Linked DNA regions of Zea mays: region 2 is linked to region 1. Evidence: chromatin contacts called from public Hi-C data. All regions are on one chromosome and are shown on one strand. Each heading gives the region's core, a stretch centred on a gene start, on an enhancer-like site or on the middle of the called end of the contact. The rest is flanking DNA. Distances are from core to core; before and after follow the strand shown. Region 1 holds the start of LOC100283502 (nodulin-like protein). Region 2 has its middle 86 kb from the start of LOC103629270.

Region 1 (5,052 bases), core at 641-3,140:
ACAAGAGACCATCCATGTGCATCGGAGTTGGATACGCCCAGACCCACCACATAGACATTAAGACATAGGCACGTACGTAGAACCTACTCACACACATACACGCGTAGACCATTCCTCATCATCCGGACTGATGGCGCAGTGGCGATGATGGCTCCATTGCGAACTGCTCCTTGAGCTGCTTCTGGTTGTCTCCGCCTGCTGCGCTCGGCTGCTGCTGCTGCTTCTCTTCGTCGTCTTGATGCTCCTGGTGGAGGTGGTCCTTGCTCTTGCCCCAGAGGACGCTGTAGAGCCCTCCGACGAGGAGGCCGCTGCCGAGGAGGCTGCCCAGGCGCACGATCTCGCCGAGGAAGAAGGAGGAGCAGAAGATGGTGAGCAGCAGGCCCAGCGGGTTGGACATGGCCAGGAACACGGGCCCGCGCTTCTCGATGCACCACGCCTGCAGGTAGAACGACACGCCCGTCACCACCAGACCCTGCATACCACACATATATGCACGCACGCATATATTGTTAGTACATTAATTCATCGTCGTACGTTGCTTTCGATTCATCTGTCTAATACGACTGCTGCTGCTAGTGCTTAGCTAGCTACTCACGGAGTAGGCGACGGCGAGGAGGCCGACGTCGAGCTGCAGCTTCCAGGCGGCGGGGTCCCGCTCGACGGCGACGGCGAGGAGGAAGGACTGGGCGGTGCTGAGCGCGCACTGCACCAGCGTGGACAGCAGCTTGTTGGGGTACTCCTTGAGCAGCGACGCCTGCAGCACGATCCAGAGGGACCACGTCGTGTTGGACAGCAGCATCAGGAACGTGCCCTTGATCCACGTCCCCTTGCCGCCGCCGCCGCCATCGGCATGGGGATGGGGGTGCTGCTGGTGCGCCGCGAAGGCGCGGTGGTGGTTCACCGGGCTCATCGACGGCCCAGTGTACAGCGCGATGGTCAGGACCCCGGCCAGGCACAGCGCCACGCCCGCCGCCTTCGCCATGCCTGACGGGCTTCTCAGCCGAACCACTTCCAGCCTGCATGCATAATATATATGTGAATGAACATAATAGTGACATAGGTGTGCTAGCTAATGATGAGTTCCTTTTTCTGCTTTATGTATATACCTTAACAGGACTGCCAGGAAGAAGGTGACCACAGGGACAGAGTTGCTCGTTGCCGATGCCACTGTTGCAGAGGTGTACTTGAGGCTTATGTTGTACAGATTCATGCTCAATGTGTTGCTACAAAAAGTTCAAAAGGAGACACCACATACATACATGTCATATATGTATACAATATGGTGTTAACCATCAGTAGTTGTATTCAGTAACAGGAAGCTGCTGATACCACTGATTGGATGGATGTAATGTCAGTTACATACCCAAGCAATGCATAGAAGAACAGCTTCAAAAACAGCCTGAATGACATGGGTGGTGCATTCTTCCTGCGATCGAATCAATCACAGATATATCGATATCAGCAATTTCACCAAGCTATTATATATTCATCACATGGGGAAAAAAGCAATTTGCAGTTTTAATTATGCAGAGTAGACTGCTGCTGCTTATCCTTAGTCAAGTTGAGTCGGCTGTTGAGCTGTTATACCTTTCAAGCACAATGGCTATGGGGAGCAACAGCGCAGTGGCGGCCGCCTGGCGGTAGAAGATGAACACGTAGGTGCTCATGCCATGGTCGAATGCCGCCTTGGAGACGACGTACATGCCGGTGTAGATGAGCTGTATGACGACGGCAACCCCGTAGGCTTTCTTGCTGGTGGTGTCCATGGCCAGCAGGCCTCAGCTCTCTCCTACACTTGTGCAGGGAACGAGTGCCCGAGATGGTTTTATGCCTGTCTAAGTGTCTATCTAGCTAGCTAGCTGATGCAGCTACCTGCTGGCTACACTGAATAGCAAAGGAGAGGAGGGGGGCAGCCTTATATAAAGATGAAGATGCTGCATGATCTCCTCCTCTGGTTGGATGTTCCAAAGTTAGCTAGACTAGTGTGTGTGTGTATGTGTGTGTAGCTTTTTTTTTCATGTTGGCCTCCTCTGAATCACAATTTTTTCTGGTGTGTTTGGGCAAGAGTCATCTTCCTAGCTCTCTCCATCCAAGCTCCTCGTGTCTTCGGAAAGAGTTGATGTGGTCGTTTGCCTTAGCACTTTGGGTATATCTGCTGCACTTAAGAAACATGTGAATAATCCGGTTATTAGCTAGCTCGTGGATTTGTTAGTGCAAAGAGGGATGAGTATGGTAATGCGCTTTGCTTGCCCATTATTGTTACACTTTCTTTACCTTTTTCGATAAGCCACTCTACTTTCTTCCTAGATCTACCATCTGTCTGTCTCTCTGACACGGATTTTTTTTGAAGTTTGCAGAAAAAAGACATGGGCCCAAAATTATTATTGTAAAGTTTACACACCGAGTTTAATTAACATAGCCAATACCATAAATGAAAGGCAAATTAAGAATCCCATCAACCTTGACTTTGATATAGTAAGTAATAGCTGGCGATGAACTAGCTAGATGGTCTTTGAGTGTTCCTCCTATAACCGAGCCCAAAAATCTCCTTAATTTATGTTAACACGAAGAAGTTGCACATGTCATATGCGTATTTGGTTTGTAATATTTTATAGTCCGCTATTTGATCCATATATATTTGTCTGCAACGGTTGGCTCGTTCCATTTTCCACTAGTCTTGTGCACTCTTTAGGTCTAGTTCGATTATTCCAATTTCATATGAATTGAGTGTATTGAAACAGATTGAACTGGATTTTGACTTGCTATGGATTTAAACCGACTCAATACCACACAATCCATATGAGTTAAGGGTGAAACGAATAAGCCTTTAGCTGTTTTTAGCTAATGCTAAATTTGTCCTCACAAGTGTAGTACCTATATGATATTATCCCTGATGATTGTTTGGGGCACTGCATGATATATAATACACAATCAATTAAAATATATAGAGAGCATATATATATTATAATACCACATACGACTTTTCATACATATCGGAGAAGACGTGTCTGATAGTTATTGTGATGTCGTACTTCTTTTTAGTCTTAAATCAAGAGATCAAGATCCTCGAGGTGCATCTTGTAAGAGCTGTATGGAAGTTATCGTACCTTTCTTTTGGATTTCTTTTGGAGTATCCAAAGATTTCAATATAATGACATGTCCACACTGAGGATAGATTAGAAATGTAGTCTAGTGCCCATGGTGCCCGAGTCGCAACATTTAAACAATACAAGTTCTAAATCTTAAAGTATAAAAGGGTGATTCAAGTAGCTATATATTAAGGTGTTTGGTTTGAGAAATAAGGTAGTCCATCGTCTTCTTACTTCTTTTTTTGTTTGGTTTGTGGAATAGAATGATTGATCCATCACCACCTTATTCCTCATAGTTAGTTAATTAGTACTAACATGAGAAATGTGACCATTCTACCAAATTTGGGATAAACTCATGATATACCACCTCATTTTGGACATACCTTGTTTCCTAAAGTACCTATAATGATACAATTGAGTGATACTCATAATTAACTTACATGGCAAAGTGACTTGAACAAGGTCGAGGTCCTTACGTGCAGCATCCTATGCATGTCATGGAAATCTACAAGGATTTGGCAATCATTGTCCATCTTGAATGAGTCCACCAAAACTTTTACAATGAAGGAGTGTAGGTCCGCTTTTGCCGCTTCCATGTACCATCGATGGAACCTCCTTACTTTGTGTGGCTCCTTTACGAGCTAGCTCAAGGGTAGCATGTACTTGCCATGCTCATAGTTTCATGAAAATCATCTGAAAGTGGTCATGCACCCGATGATTACATCCTATACATATATTATGTCTTTTCTATGTTGGTTAAGCCACACCCGCACTCATAATACCTAATAGATGGTTTTTTACACCCACACCCGTTGGGTACTCGCTGGGTGTTGGACACTCGTTGGGTGACAACAATTGTAAATAATTAAACAAAAGCACTACAAAAAGCAAGAGAAACACATATAATTCTTTAAAATCACACCACATATAATTATTTAGAAGCATATAATATATAATGCAATATCAATTGACCTGTTAAAGAAGTGAAGATGAGTAGATGACCTAGAGTTTTATTAGGTTGGATCAAAATTATAGGTAAATAAGGACTCAAAGTTAGTCTTCTAAAGTTCATTGGACACTCATCGGTGTAAATTCACACCTAGCCCTAACCCATCATTTTGCCAATCGATCGATCGGGTGTAGACCCATGGTTGAAATTTGACACCTAAACCTACACCCAATAGGTGTAAAACCCATGGGCACCGCCCACATCCATGGGTGTTACTGTCATCCCTATAGTTTTAACTAATAACACAGATTTTGAACCAACAAAAAAGCTATTCAATGGGCCAGCATAAGTCCAGGCCAGCTCTATATTATTTGTTAGTGCCCCACCACAGTGGTCATGTGAATGACGACATTAGTGCACCGTCTGCATACGATGCGCCACAATGAATCATATATTCATATTTATAATATAGAAGCGGCAAACGAATCATCCTACAAGGGCCCCCCTGCTTGCTGACGAGAAGATATTCTTTTTCTCTAGCTGATTCATGACATCCCTTTTCTTATGTGAGGAGGATGGTCCATGATATCTTGTTTCTGTGCCCCCACGTAGGAGATCTTTACATTTAATTTATTTATATATGTGCATGTGTAAATCATGACAAGACAATGCAATAATAAAGAGTTTCTCTAGGCCTTTGTTTGTTGGAGGAAGAAGCATCCTCTGCCTGTGACCTTTTGTTAGTATGAAAATGTACATTATTATATGCTTGAGAATTAGTTCCATGAGAAAAGCACGATCTATCTTAGGCAACAATATAATAATGTATATAGGCTAGCATCGTCAGGGGCTAGGCGACAGAGCGCACCAACATGAACTGATGCATTCTATCTTTTCAGATCATTGCTACTAGGCACGCATTCAGACATTTATATTCGATCCATCGCTTCGGCCGTCTATCAGTTCTTTCTTTTATCATCTCTCCGGCCATAGACATCTTTATTTGGTCCATGC
Region 2 (5,052 bases), core at 1,213-3,712, 200 kb before region 1:
GTTTCGATTACAGAATCACGTGGTCTGTGATAACTATCCTCCGATTAATTCACCCAGATGGTAATTTGCCTCACGAAGAGGTTCATCTTGATGATGAAGTTCCTAGCAATGCGCGCAATAGCATTGTGCTAGGAATACAGAACAATGAATCTTTTTGTTTTGGGAAACGACGAAGATCATTATTAAATGTGGGAGACAAATATGTCGACACCTATCTTGCCTCTCTAGATTGCAAACGGATCCAAAATAAAGTCCTAGGCATGAGTGCTTTAATCTCTCTTATCGGGTCATTGATAAATGCAATCAAGGCTAAACCAAGAATCACAACGTGAAAGTCGTGAGCTTGAAGTTCGGACATTTATGGGCACTATTGAAATAATGTGTGGTGAATGTGATGGTTCAAGTGGTCTTGTGAGAAACCCATCCCACAAATGTGTTGAATAAACACTGTTCCGCTATGTAATATATCTGGCAAATGGCATGAAATAAAATATGCAGTTAATAGGATTCTGAAGATCCATCATGAGATCATAGGAGGACTCATATCTTTGAATTATAAATATGCAACATATAAATCTCGTACCGAATAATACATTCCTGACGAATGAACACTCTCCTATGTAGAGAGAATATCTCCTAGAGGAGATTATAGTTCCTTGTTGGAACCTTTCCAGAAGAAATAAAGTCTGTGTTGAACACCAAAGTTTGATAACCCCTATTAAGGGATAAAGACCCATACATACCCGAAAAGGAATAAGATGAGGTACCAAAGAACTTGAAGTTCACCGAATAAGCTCATGTGCATTCCATGAGTTTTACTCATGGTATTTTCCACTTGATGTGGAATTACGGTATCCTCTAAAGCCCTGATGGCTGAAACCTGTAAGGTTTAGGTGTTACTGGCAAAATATCCCCATTGTGCCAAAATGAGAGACTATAACGATGTATCTGGTCGACGACAAATCCCTGATGGATTACGATCTTTGATGGACTTTTGTTACACCATCATAGATGTTGCAATGGATGAACGCCTGGAGCGTTGTGTCATATTTAGAATATATACTATTGTAACTATATTATCCCCTAAGTACTATTGAAGGACATGTTATTTGCTTTGCACAACTATGTATAAATTGTGGTGTAAGATAGAAAATGATAGCACCCCAACCTCATCCATTCTCGTTATTCCAGGTGAACAATGAGACATATATCTTGAAGAATATGCTTGAGTTATGAGAGATAACGACTTTGACAGATGTCATCGTCAGGGGAGGGAATGCTTATATTGATCACAATCGTGAGACAATAAATGTCATATTCTATGCCCTGAAGGCGTCAGCTTGATGATCAATATGTGAACCTTTATGGAACTTTCTATCAAATATATAGATCCAGTCAATCGAACACCATCAGTCAAAGTGGCTTATTTATATTAATACATGCACTTACCTTGTATATCCTAGAAGTGAGTAGAGGTAAAGTTCCTGAAATAGTCCTTGCAAGGATATGCAATCCGTTTGCTAAATCTTTATGTGCATATACTTTCAGAAGAAGATGTTTTGCCTTATTGATACGGTTTTGCATGGATCAGGGGAGCACATTTCTAAAGTTAGCCCTTGTAGAAGATTTGATAGAATCTAGATCCCAGAGGATCAAAATCTGTTCCGATGACAACTGTTGTACTCTTTTTTCCTTGGTGAGTTTTTTTGAAGTTTCTCACATGAGGTTTTTAACGAGGCAACAAAGTGCAAATACAATTTGTATCACCATGCATTCTTTCTCCATATTTTTCCCACTGGGTTTTTCGGAGTTTTAACGAGGCATGTATTTGTCGCGGTATTCACCCAAGGGAGAGTGTTAAGTAACCCTAGTTAGGGTTATGTGGGCAAATACCTGCTTTGCCCCTAAGGGGTCTCACATCTCTATATAAGGAACATGTACACCCCTCATAATACAGAGAAGAGAAAGAGGCCAGAGGTCCAATCCTACATCTTGTATCTCGTGTGTTCACTGTCATGATTCTGGGAAGGGATACAGGTCTTCCACATCTTCTCGCGCCTAATCTGTTGACGGGAGGGAATGGAGCGGATCTGATGATCCGTGGTAACGTAATTCTCAACAATATGGTCGGTAGTGTCCATGGAACTAGTTTTCGGTACAAAATTTAGGAGGAATTAGGTACAAAACTATGTTTCAAGACAAAATTCGGAGTTTCTTAGAAATGTCATGCGAGATGTTTACATATTGCGATAGCGAAAATGTCTGAAGGGAAAAGAAAAATGATAGCCACTAGTGCGAGTGGATGGCCGGTCATTTACTTGTACAGGGCTACAGGCTAGCTACATGACGTGCAAGCAAATTGTGTCTTGCGTGCGAACCTGGTGGCCATGAGCCCATGACGCGCACGCGGCCGAGTAGCCTGCTAGCCTTGCGTGGGTGCTGGAGCTCCAGACTACGCGTAGCCGACGGCCCAAGGCAATGGCACAGCGCTGGCCCAGCGCGGGCGTGGTACTTCAGGTGTGAATGAGCACTCCGTGTGGTGATTGCCGGCCCATGTGCGAGTGCGCGGACCAGGCTGGCGTTTGGCTGTTGGTGTGTGCCCTGAGTTGGAGGCTCGCGCGTGGGAGAAGGCCTAGGCGGCAAGTTGGGGCAGGCGCAGCAGTAAACAAAAAGAAAGATTCCAAAACATACTAATTAAAATCTTCTAAAAAGCATGAATCCAAAAAAGTTATAACTCCAACAATCCTCAATAATTTTCCTAAGGGTTGATTTGGTGACAAGGGGATCTCGAGAGGATTGGAGGGGATTGAGAGGGAAATAAACTAATTTCCCTCTCAATCCCCTCTAATCCTCCCGGGATCCCGGGTCACCAAATCAACCATAAAACATTTTGAATTGGTCCACGTGGGTCTAATGATGCAGGTCTTTTTCAGTTTTTCTGTGCCACCAAGCGAACCCAGGCTCCTGGCCAGCGGGACGTTGCCATACGTCGCCTCCCTGCAACAAATAGCAGTCTAGATTGGCAACAACATGCTCCCATCGATCGTGGCAAGAGTAGGTCTGGATTGTTTTCTAGAAGATGTAAATGACGATTGGACATGTATAAGCATAAGAAGTCGAATCCAGACATGTATAAGCATTCGAATCCGGACAACTCGTTCATTCTCACCGCTAGGCTAGCAAGGCATCGCACTTTGCTCTGATGTGGGGGATGGATATCCCAGGGCCATCAAGGCATAGACTTACTTCATGTGCCGCCCGAAAGGCCCCAGATAAGTCATCCAAGGGACGTATTGTGGGCCTCAACTGAGAGGTACCGACAGTCGGCTTAAACCCTCACACGCCGGGTCAGAAAGGCTAATTAAATGTCGCGAGACTCGATTTGCTCATGCAGACGGGCACGAGATCTGCGAAAGAGGTCAACATGCTACCGGAAGACTCGGCGCGATCGTAGCAAGTAGTGGGATAGACACGCATGAATGCTTTGATTTGTACTAGGTCATCTCCTCGATCGACTATATAAGGTTGAGGAGGTACCCCTACAAATAGGTTAGATCCCGCTAGATCACTAGGGCACCTTCATCTCCTACCTTCAACAATCGCTTGTAAACCCTCGAACTCAGAGCAATACAACCTCTAGAAACCCACATAACATAGGGTATTATGCCTCACCGATGTCGGAACCTTTATAACTCGTCGTGTTCCGTTGTTCTCTGCATGAACCATCGAGCTGCGATCGATGTTGTTGTCCTACCAAAAGCACTTTGTGGTACGCCCGTAGTGCACCGTTGGTACCAAACACCGACAGCTGGCGCGACAGGTAAGGGCTGCTGTTGGGGACTTGTTCTCAAATGCTATGAGTTAAGAACAAGGCAACACAAATGTTAATGGTTAAAGACCTTCGTCCTTCGAAGCATTATCTCCTTTAGGATATAATGATCTTCAGACGAAGGTTATGAAGGGCATACCTTCATAATCACAACATGTAATAATAAGGGCAGGGACATATGAAATATGGAATAGAACGTGAATAATAATAATAAATCATTAGACTATTCATATTCTCCTTATATAACCATGAACAAACATTAATGATATTGAATTACATTTGTACCTTTGGCTTGGCAGAAGGTAAAAATCCAGGAGTGATGTGCAAATGAGTACAAGTCAGCATAAATAGTACGGTGTTACTGTTCATCTATTTATAGGCACAGGACGCAGCCTGGGTAAAATTACATCCATGTCCTTGACACTTACTACTGACTAAGAAGTAATCTGTCGAGGACTAGGCAGTATATTCCCCTTTAGGTCGGTTCCATTCTCCATCGCTGCCCTTGCGCTAAGCCGAAGCTTCTTCATTCGTAGCTTCGAAACTGGTTCATCCTTCTCCTAGACCACGCCTTTCATACCGTGCACACCATCATCTCAAGGACGAAGGTTCCTATGACAATATATTATACTTGGAAAGCATGTTAGTCGTGTTTTTGAGGACCTTCGGAAGACGAAGGCCTCCAACAGTAGCCCCTCGCAGTATTAATTTGTTCTTGTATCAACGAATTCAGACTGTGACATGAACGAAGGCCTTAAGGCGAAGGTCCGAAAAACACCTTCCCTTCACTAGAATAGCTAAAGTCAATGACAAGTGGGGCCTGCCAAGTTGCAATGCACTAAGCGTATAAATAGAAACCCACAGCAGCGGCATTTGCTACGCCATTTCTGTTGCTTGCACTGTTTTCTCAAATTTTAATTCTCCTGCGGTCAGCTCTTGCTTGATTTTCGAGCTTCGTGAAATACTGAAGTTTTGAAGAAATGTCTGAGGAGAAGAAGGAGTCTGAGGTGACATAGGTGGCCGAGGAGAAGAAGGTTGTGGACCCTTTTATTGCTGGGTTTTATGAATCTATGGCAAAACGAATACAGAGAAGATCACAAAGGTGATAATGACGGATTTATCTGAAGACTCTAATGACAGTGATGACTTTGATGTGGAAAGTGGAGATGAAGATTCCAAAGATTGGCTCTGGCGGCCAAGCCATACCATCTTCGGAAAGTCAA

The links. Hi-C and Micro-C count contacts between places; a contact is called where the count stands out from the background.
Region 2: a contact with region 1 is called in a Hi-C map of ear, with 5 times the contacts expected there. The contact joins the enhancer-like site here to the promoter of LOC100283502 in region 1. A contact is called at or near these places in 3 of 25 Hi-C or Micro-C datasets (ear, endosperm and tassel).

Annotation. Positions count from the first base shown.
Region 1 is chr6:48,305,764-48,310,815 of Zm-B73-REFERENCE-NAM-5.0, reverse strand. It overlaps LOC100283502 (nodulin-like protein), which reads right to left and starts at 1,890. Exons shown (of 5, transcript NM_001375357.1): 1 at 1,588-1,890; 2 at 1,364-1,426; 3 at 1,107-1,223; 4 at 596-1,016; 5 at 1-472. The coding sequence starts at 1,766. The coding sequence ends at 119.
Region 2 is chr6:48,503,176-48,508,227 of Zm-B73-REFERENCE-NAM-5.0, reverse strand. No RefSeq gene overlaps it. Among protein-coding and RNA genes, the nearest start is that of LOC103629270, 86 kb to the left of the region's middle. Within about 2 kb of position 2,462, at least 17 of the 20 cell types and tissues checked have an H3K27ac peak or open chromatin away from gene starts, as enhancers often do. A contact at or near this core is called in ear, endosperm and tassel, where this site is marked.